Linked DNA regions of Arachis hypogaea: region 1 is linked to region 2. Evidence: chromatin contacts called from public Hi-C data. All regions are on one chromosome and are shown on one strand. The core of a region is the stretch at or near the end of the contact, and the rest is flanking DNA. Distances in the headings are between cores, read along the strand shown. Region 1 holds the start of LOC112747858 (mitochondrial import inner membrane translocase subunit TIM14-3). Region 2 holds the start of LOC112747835 (protein WHAT'S THIS FACTOR 1, chloroplastic).

The links. Hi-C and Micro-C count contacts between places; a contact is called where the count stands out from the background.
Region 1: a Hi-C map of leaf shows a contact between it and region 2, with 2.6 times the contacts expected there. The contact joins the promoter of LOC112747858 here to the promoter of LOC112747835 in region 2. A contact is called at or near these places in 2 of 8 Hi-C or Micro-C datasets (both in leaf).

The regions. Positions count from the first base shown.
Region 1 is chr2:72,471,572-72,476,248 of arahy.Tifrunner.gnm2.J5K5, forward strand. LOC112747858 (mitochondrial import inner membrane translocase subunit TIM14-3) reads right to left here and starts at 2,813. Exons shown (of 5, transcript XM_025796067.2): 1 at 2,438-2,813; 2 at 2,285-2,363; 3 at 1,960-2,036; 4 at 1,269-1,441; 5 at 120-625. The coding sequence starts at 1,962. The coding sequence ends at 469.
Region 2 is chr2:72,142,977-72,148,392 of arahy.Tifrunner.gnm2.J5K5, forward strand. LOC112747835 (protein WHAT'S THIS FACTOR 1, chloroplastic) reads right to left here and starts at 2,904. Exons shown (of 3, transcript XM_072218825.1): 1 at 2,480-2,904; 2 at 192-298.

The DNA.
Region 1 (4,677 bases), core at 1,563-4,062, 330 kb after region 2:
TTTAACTCGTTACTTTTTCTATATAAGTCTTATTTTTAAAAGTGCGACTAAACGAATGGATGTCTTTGGCATTTTAATTGGAGTAGATGGCAAGAAAAGGAATAGGAACAAACATAAAATTCACAGCTATAAATGATCTCCAAGTTTATGAAGATGACAAATCCGAATCATTTAAAGATTAATGACCCCAACCAATCTAATATTCAACATTATTACAATTCGAACATGAACATGTACCAGGTTACATGATGGACAAAGATATTCCCATGGTGTAGATGCAATAAAAGAGATATAATGAAGAACACTAATGCTAAGATCTATACCTTTAAATAATTTTGGTGCATCATAGCACTGTCCTACACAACTTTCTCACTATAGTCTATAAAAGAATTGGCCGCAGACTGAAGGGTTCATAGTTGAATGATCAGCAAGAACCACGTTGAAACTATATTATGAGACTAATTATCATCAAAATGCTGAACCACCACCCTTTGTCTTTCCAAGCAACACATCCTTTGCTTCATTGATTTTGGATGCCAGGTAATGGCTGCCACCCGCATCTGGATGATTCGCAATCATCACCCTCCTATGTGCTTCTTTAACCTTATCCGTGGGAGTGTGTTCTCTGCCATAGTGATAATTGAAAATCAACAATGGAAAGAATAGCTTGAGGAGGCAACCATATAAAAATATGGAAAACAAAAAACAAAGCGTCAAGGTAGAGATAAAGCCTTCCGAGCTTTCTGATTAATTAGCCATATGCACATTCAAGAAATTATTGACATTTTATAATTAAATGTCTATACAAGGTATTCATAAATTTCTATATGGATATTCCAGAATTTAACCCACAACAACTTTTCTCGTCCTTGGAAAGGAAGGAATGTGTTCAAAAACCCAAATCACATACAAATTTAACGGCTAAACAAATCAATAGAATATAGATTGATTAGTGTAACTCTTTATATCCCAACCTTCACAGCATCAAGAACCAAAATTTCAACACTGAAAGATTTAACACATTTGATTTATTATGCATTAGGCATGCATAACTACAGGATTCCAAAGATATGATGGGAAACCTCAAATTTTAATTTTTATCCAATAAAGAAACATCAAAATTTATTGAAAACAACCTCTAGAAGGACAACTCCTCAGGCACATAGCCACATACAGTTTGTTTTTCCTCCTCTAAGTAATCGAGACACCATCTGACCATGAGCATCATAACATAATCTTTAAAAATATATATAAAAAAAAGGTAGTACCTAACACCAAGTATGAGAGCTGCTTCCCTCCTAGTCATGGCAGCGTGGAAACCACCTTCATAAAATTTACGCATCCTAGGTGGTCTCGCCTTGAACGCTTGCCAAGCCTGAATACTATATCTGCCAGCATAGGCAGCAGCAGCTACAGCAAGCCCTGCAAAAAAAGGTGTGGCCTGTTCCAAGTTTAAGTTTCAGTTCCAGAGCAAAGAAACAAATGTTGTAAATAAACCACAGAACAATTAACAACCACCGGTGCCGCCACTACCACTCCCAACCCCACTAGATTGGATGCATGAATCATTCAGAGCAACTTTGTCCTTCCAAAAACAATTTGGGGAAAAACAAAATAAAAATTCCCACAATCTCCACTCCGGAACTAACTTTCTATGCTAGAAAACCCTAAACTTCAAATTACAAATAAATTTCAGCTTGTGATTCTCAAAACATGAATTTGAAACCCTATGCTTCCAAACCAACAACACGATATCATCCATACTCCCACATGTTAACTGAATTGGAGCTTGAAATATCTAAAGTTTCAAGAATGCAATCTTGCAAAGTCATCTCATCACTATCTAACACCAAAAATAAGAAACAGTGCTTCCTCATGGAAACCTAGTTTTATTTAGAACAAGCTCGAAGATTAGGTTACAAAAATAATAAATTTGACAAATAACGAATGAGGGCATACCATAATAGTGGTTGTACCCTTCAATCAAGATGTCTAAAAAGCGTGAACTCCGTGCCAAAATTAAGTCTTCAGGAAGCCTGCGGAGAATAAAATGAAAATAAGATCTTTGTGGAACTTTTAAGTTTTAATATATTTCTAATAGCCTTCTCAGCATGATTAATTACTCACAATACAACAACAAGAACAACAACACAGCAGTTATATCTTATATCTACTCACCCAATTCAATAATTTCCTTCCATCTAACCTAAATTTTTCCCCCTATAAAAAATAAATAAAAAAATATATTTCAAAACACAGCAAGCAGATTTTCACAACACCGTACCTTCGGTTTGAAACAACTTGATTCAGCGGCATCAACTTCTCTACAATACCCCGAATTCCCTTTGCGGTCCACCTATGAACTTCCAAGGATAATAACTATTTCAACATATAGCAGGGGAAATTTTCAGAAAATCAAAATAGTAAGAGGCATTACTGTGGTGGAGACGCGGCGGCGTGGAGCTGAAATCGAGTGGCCGACGGTGGCTGATTGGAGGCTGTGATTTTCTGGGGGGTTTTTTGTGCAGATTGTGATCGAACAAGGCAGAGTTAGGGTTTTTATTGTAAATATTTTTCTTTCATGGGTTTACGATCTCTCTCTTCTTTTTTATATCTAATTTTCTATAAATCCATTCGTTTCTCTAGTTGCGTACTTGCGCAGCTTAATACGAAAATAGTAAGACACTTGATTTTTCTAGAATGTTCTTTCTTCTCATTACGAATGTTTTCTTTCGATTTTTTATATAAATTAAAAAAATTATTATTTTCAAAAAAAAAATATAAGAACATTATTTATAAATACGATTTTTATTGGAGATTGCATGTAGTTAGTCCAATAAATAACTAATTATACTCGTTTGTCCAGTATTTAAGCAAATTGTAACCGATGCGTATTCTATACCTTGGCCACTTAAGCAATCTGAACATTCAATCCAATTTTTGTCTTTTTTTTTCGATGGACATCACAGCCCTTATCCAAAAAAAAGGGATATATCGGTCCATATCCCATACTTTTGTGAGACTTTTTGGTTCTTCCATTATCTTCTCTGACCAAAATAGACGGAAGTTGCCTACGTGTCAGTTAACGTTGCTGAGTTGGAGGTTAACAGTCTGTTAAGTTCTACGTGGCCATTAGAAAATGGACAGGGGTCGATTTGTCCTTCTTTAGAGACCTAAAACTACGTCGTTTTAGTGGTTCTCGCCACGTGCTATTAGGAAATGGTAAGGGGTCGTTCTGTCCCGCTGTAGAAACCAAAAACGACCTCGTTTTTAGTCTTCACTGAAACACAATGGTTTTAAAGTGATTCGACGCTACTAATCTCTCACTCTTCTCCCAACCCAAATACAAGCCCTAGGAGACTATGATTGGTAATGGAGAGCGTTGTTCATCATCAAACCCACGAAGCAGAGACGATTCAAGCTGGAGCCTAAATTCTGGTGGGAGTGTTGGAGCTCCGAGGAAGAAGCAATGGGTTGTCCCAATTTGTTATTGTGGTTCTCATGCAATATTGTTCATGTCAGGGACAGTGAAGAATTCATATAGATTATTCTTTTACTGCCTAAAATTTAAGGTAGTTTTTGAGGGTTTAGCTAATTTTTTGTTTTCAATTTCTATTCCACAGATGATAACAAATGTTATACTTTTTGGTAGACTGAAAAATGGCATTGCAACTTCTTTGCATGGCTAGATGATTATGTATCTTCATGTGGTGAGGATGCTAACAAGGCTGTCTCATTTGGGGAATCAAAGTAGAAGCAGAATCAATTGGAAAGTCATAGTTATGTGGTGGATAACAAAGTTAATGAGTTCGAGGAAAGATTAATTAGTTTGGAGGATCAGTTAGATTACTGCAGACTGAAAATGGGTGAAAGTAGATGTATTAGGTATGTGTTTAATTTGTTAGCATTTCTGGGTGGGGTTGTAATTGCAAGCTTGTTTAGAACAAGTGTGTAAGAATTTGATAGCTGAATTTTGTTATTTCACTGAGTTGAGTTGTGAACAACATTTTTTATGATAAATGAAGCATGAATTATTGTGGTGAATTTGTAAAATTTGAACCATGGCCTGTGATGAATATGTTAAATTTCATCCCTATATTGATAGATAATGGCATATATGTCATGACATAAAATTAACAAATATACATGCTAGCTAAGTAGCACTAAATATCTACAGTCAAAGAAACATCCATGTTAATATATTGATAATAAAAGAACATTACAGTTGTTGAAACAACTTAACACATAATATGCCATTCAAAATATGGGCAGCAACATGGCCCTGGGTCAGATAACCAAAATATAGAGATCTCAACCAAAAGCCCTATGTCTAAAACCAGTAGTAGTAAGTATCAAAACATAGAAGTTTTTTTGAAGCAAAACATGTGTCCTAAAGGCTTGTAGCCAAGATACAAAACAGCAATGAAAGGTACTCCAAGTTCACATCTTCTTAGGTGGCCTAAGTTCTGGACGCTTGAGCTTGGGAGTGGGCACAAATTTGAAAATCCTTGAAGCAGTTCCCAAGCTTGCAGCAGCCATTGTTTCTGCTGATATTGCACCACCTCCACTTGTTGGATTTGTCGGATGAGCTATTGGGCCATGAGTAGGATTTGCCGAAGCATGGGACGTAAGTGCTGGACCTTGTCCTAGTTGAGATTTGAACCAAAGTGTCGACCT
Region 2 (5,416 bases), core at 1,654-4,153:
ATTTCAAAGCAATCAAATTCATAATTGAGGAACCATCGACAAACAAGAGTGGACAATCATAAGCTACTTCATAACTATATGGTGGCTATTATGGAGAATTAGAAACAGACAAGTTAATGACAAAGACAGAGACTTCAGAAGACCAAAGCATCATATGCAAAAGATAATAATGGAAGTGAAAAAGAAAGAACCTTGCAAAGTTCCTTTGGGTATCACCACCGCGACATTTGCTTTCTCATCTCCCTAGCCATGCTTGTCTTCCTTTCTTCGTGTGTTTCTTTTTGTCTGGTACTAATGACTATCTCCGAGTAAAACCAAATAAAATAAAAATTAAGTTAGCTAAAGCTTAAGGATAACATTAGTTAAGACTCTTAAAATAGAATAAACATGAGCAGAATAACATAAATTTTCAGAACATTTTCACTACAGTTCAATTCATAGAACCTATTTACTATCCAAAATATAAATTCACACTATATAAAAACAGCACCAACAATATAAAAACAGCAGCTCAATTCACCATATTCATATTAAAAGCAACAAATCAACCCTAAACACCAATAATCAGAAAGAAAAAAAAAAGCACCAATCATCTACTAAACCTACATATTACACAACATATATTACACTGTAAAAACAAAATTTGAATAATCTGCCAAGAATCAACAAAATATAATTAACAACAATCACGATTCAACTCAATCAGTTAATCAATTAATCATTAAACAGATTATAATCCAATAACTTAGTAACGTTTAGAAGAGAAACTGAGACTGAGAGACAGACTAGGAGAATGAGACTAAAATAAGTTTTAATATTGTGTTTGGTATAAAATGTACAAAACTGCCTTATATCTCAGTATCCTATTTGGTTTGAGATAAAAGTAGCAAGGTTTTGAGAACCGGACCGTCATCAAACTATTTTAGTCACTGGTTTAATGGTTCATTGGTCCAACCGGTTCAACCGATGGTTTAACCGGAAAAACCGTTTAAAAATAGAATAATAAATAAATTATAAATATGCAAGTATTAAGTTGAGGGTATAGGGTAGTATGAAGTTTTTCCAATGGAGTGGTGAATTACTCTTTTAGGATTTTCCTTTTTTTATATTAAATGCAAAATTGCCATTTGAAAGTATGATACCAAGCAAGTACAATTCCTCATCAGTACACAAAATGTTAAAAGAAATATCTGACAAGAATAGGAAGAATATCAAATGAATTATCATAAATCCAACTGAAAAATAAACATAGTACTCGGATAAATAAATTTGATAACATTATTAATAACAAAGTTGGTAGTGGACTAGTGCTAGAAAGGCTTCACCAAATGAAGGTGCATACAGGCTTTAAGAGACAACAGACTTGGGTTTGTACAGTAGCATTTTGGATGAGTTGCTTTAAAGACCATTTGGTAAAACTAAGCTTTGAATAGGTACAACACAGGCTTCACCAAATGCTCATAACACACACAAAGACAGTTTCTCAAGATACATAAATAAGTGCTCATCCTCTGAAAATAATCATCTGAATCGGTACAAGGTAGGAAAAAATGACCATAAGTCTCTTTACCCAAGTCAAAATAAACAACCATATCTGAACTCAACAATCAGCATTCAGCATCAAACATTACAAAACATTAACCAATAATAATACTAAACCTGCAACTAGCAATTACAAAACAGCAACAAACATTAGTACATTATAAAACATTCCAAAACAGTGACGACACTAAACCTGCATAGTAAATAATCTCAAAGACAATGATCACCAATATCCAGCAAATAAACAATAAATACACAACAACAATTTAGCAAATAAACAAGAATAAGACCTAAATAGAAAATCCAACAAATTAAGTCGCAGCAACCTAACAATTTGGCAAATTAAAACAACAACAGCGCAACAATTTAGCAAATTATGAACTTAACAAGTTCAAGAACAGAAAATCACAACAAAAACAAAAAACATTAAAAGTAACAGAAGAACAACAGAACAACAACACAAGAACAATTAGCAAATTAACAAGTTCACAACAACAGTTAAAATTTACCATAAGAACACTAATGCAAGTGGAATAATCATGCTAATATGTTTTCTGCAAAGATGCTATTTGTGCAGCTAAAATTTCCTAATTACTATGATCCAATTATTCTAATTTCACATGCAATCAACTTACTAAGTTTCTAAAAGCTAGAAATTATAAAACCAACCAGAAATATGGTTAAAGCATTTCATCAAACATGGTGAGTGCGGTAAAATTAAAACGAAATAAGAGAATTCAAAGCTTAATCTCAATGTGATAGAGAAGAGAACATAACTATTGTAAGTTTGTAACTTTAATTCAGTCTATGAAAAAATCCAAACCACTACCAAATCAAATAATTACTTATTGTAATAGAAATCAGAAGTTGCAGAGTTTGAAGCAGAGTATTGGTGTTGTGTGAGTGTATTGTCTGGTGGCGGGTTTAGGGAACTCACGGCGGTGACAAAAGAGAGCAGTTCGACGGCTGGGTGGAGCGCGCGGGTTGGTCGCAGAGTTTGAAGCAGAGCAACGTGGCTTCCAGACGAACGCGAACTCGAACGGTGAACAGCGAGTGAACGCGAACGGTGAACGCCGAGCGAACGTGAACGGCAAAGAAACGGCGACGGAAGCGCGGCTGAGCAGACAAAGACGACGGACGCCGAGCTCGAGGAAGCAGCCGCGATCGGTGACAGCGAACAGGGGTTGAAGACTTGGAGCACGAGGGATGCTAGATAACGGATGGCGAAATTTGAGTGCGACGGAGGGCGGCAGTATGCCACTCCTTGCGGCGGTTGTGTAGGCTTACAGTGCTAGGGTTTTGTGGTTGGGTTTGTGTGATTTCTCTGAAAGAAAGAAAGAAAGGGAGAAAGAAACGAAGGAGCTTCCCTTTTTTGTGTAAACCGGCCGGGTTTCGGTTCGGTCCGACCGGCCGGTTCTCATCTAGTTCAATGGTTTTTCACCGATTTTTTATTACCGGTTTTATATGCTTGATCGGACTGTAATGTTGCCGGTTCGTGGTTGAATTGATCCGCTCGGATCCGATTTTCAAAACATTGAAAGAAAAAACCAAAATATTTGAAATTACTAAAATGCTCTTATTAATTAAAAAAATAAAAAACTCTAAACCCACACACTCATTCCCATTTCCCCTTTCTTTCTACTCGCTCTGCCTTTCCTTCTCTGCACGCACTCTCTCTCTCTCTCTTGGTTGCTCACTTTTTCTCACCCGCTCTGTCGTCACTCTCGTTCGGTCTGCCGTCACCGCCAAATTCTACTATCACTCTTGCTTGTTCTGCCGTCACTGTCGAGCTCTTTCGTCACCGTCTGCGAGGTAGAATTGAGAGGGAAGAGAAGGGAAAAAAGCTGTGCAATAAGTGAGATGGCTCTGGCGGCTTAGCTGAGAGAAATAGCGAACTGCGTTTTTTGCTGAATTGGTTTTCCAAATGGTCGTCGCCATTTTCACGCTTCGAATTTCTCTCTGGAATAGCAATCCCTTCTTGTAGTGTTCATCAATGACTAGGTGGACTTATAAAGCCCTAATTAATCCCCTTCATTCTCTCCTGTTTCTTTTTAACGTCCTTCCGTTGTTGTTGAATCTGATTTATGATATTATTTTGTTGTTGTTAAATCTGATTTATAAATTATTGTTGTTGTTGAATATGATTGATGAGATTATTGTTATTATTGTCGGCATTATTATTGCTGGTGGTGGAGGTATGGTGGTAGAGTGAAAGGTGGGGTGGGGTTGCGCGGTGGAGTGAGAGGTGAGGTGAAAGATAAATTTGGAATATAAAATTTTGAATGAAGGCATTTGAGAACGTCTTCAAAAATTTCTGTTACCTATGTCTCTATTTTTTAGATGTATTAAAATATTGAAAATTTAGTGATGAAGATTGAAATTTTAGTAGTTTCTGGGCCAACAAATATGATACTGAGTTCCAATCTCCTAATTTCCGTCTCAATACCTCAAAACAAATGCTAACTAATTGAATAACTTAAAAAAATTAAAAAGCTTACCTGATGATGTGAAGGCAGAATGCGGGCAGAGAAGAAGGAGACCAAGCATGGTGAAACAGAGACTGACGAGGGGGAGGCAACAACGCTGGATGAGGACGCAACAACGAGAGACACACATGAGAAACGAGACACAGTTAAGGCACAGGAGTTGGTGGACGTACTGAAAGGGCAGGGACAACGCGACGCAGACGGAGGCGATAGACGCAGACAAAGGTGTAAACCATGCAAATGATAGTCTGTGAACATTCATTTTTTACATGATAATCTATGAAACATTCATTTTTTGGAATACTAACACCTAAACTTGATTGTTTGATGCTAATAGGACCCTAATGGCTGCAAACAGGCATGATCATCAGCGAATAAGTCCAAATACCAAGCCAACATTAGATCCAGCTACTCTGTTAGAAACCATGAACGCTATGGCTATGAATATACGTGGCTCAGTAGCTGCAACAAACCGGGATATAGAGCATCCTGAATAGCAGAATGGGAATGGTAATGGCATTAGCAATAGTAAAGGTAATAGACATGGCACCAGATCATCTGAGAAAGATAGACCTCGAAAGATAGACCTATGACCTTGGCTACTTTTTTGAAAGTCAATCCACGCCGATTCACTCAAACTACTAGTGCTACTAAGGCTGACGATTGGTTCTGAGACATCGAGAGGTCTCTTCGGGCACAACAAGTTTCCAAAGGATAATATGTGGAGTTGCAACATACTTGTTGAAAGGAGACACATAGTACTTGTAGCATGGAGCATAGCAATTACTGAGACAAGGAGATGTTGAGGTTACCTGGGCCAATTTTAGGACAACATTCTATAAGAAGTATTTTCCTCAATCGGCCCATAATGCAAACGAGCTTGAGCTACTACAACTAAGACAAGGGGACTATGTTGGTTGCTGACTACACTCGCAAGTCTAAGAATCTATATCGCTTCTCTAAGGTCCGTCAGGGAGTCCCCGCCGAACTTAAGGAATGGAAGTGTATTAAGTTTGAAGGGGGACTCAGAGAGGAACTTCTGGCTTTTGTTGGTCCAATTGAGATGAAGAACTTTGCTGAACTAGTCAATAAAAGTCAGCTGGCAGATGAATCTTCGAAGAAGTTAATGGTGACACAAGCAAGTCGTCGAGAGGCTACACAACCAAGCTTCAATCGGAGTTTATCCCCTCAAGGTAGAGATTTCAAAACTAACAGTCAGCAACAACATTGGAACCAACAAGGCGATTACCTTTCTACTCATTTTAATGGCAACAACAACAATCATGACTTGGGGCATGAACAAGGAGAACAACCTCAGCAATATCAGAATGGCCTCATATGCCCGAAGTGTAGGAAGATCATGATGATAGGTCCTTTCAGTTTAGCCC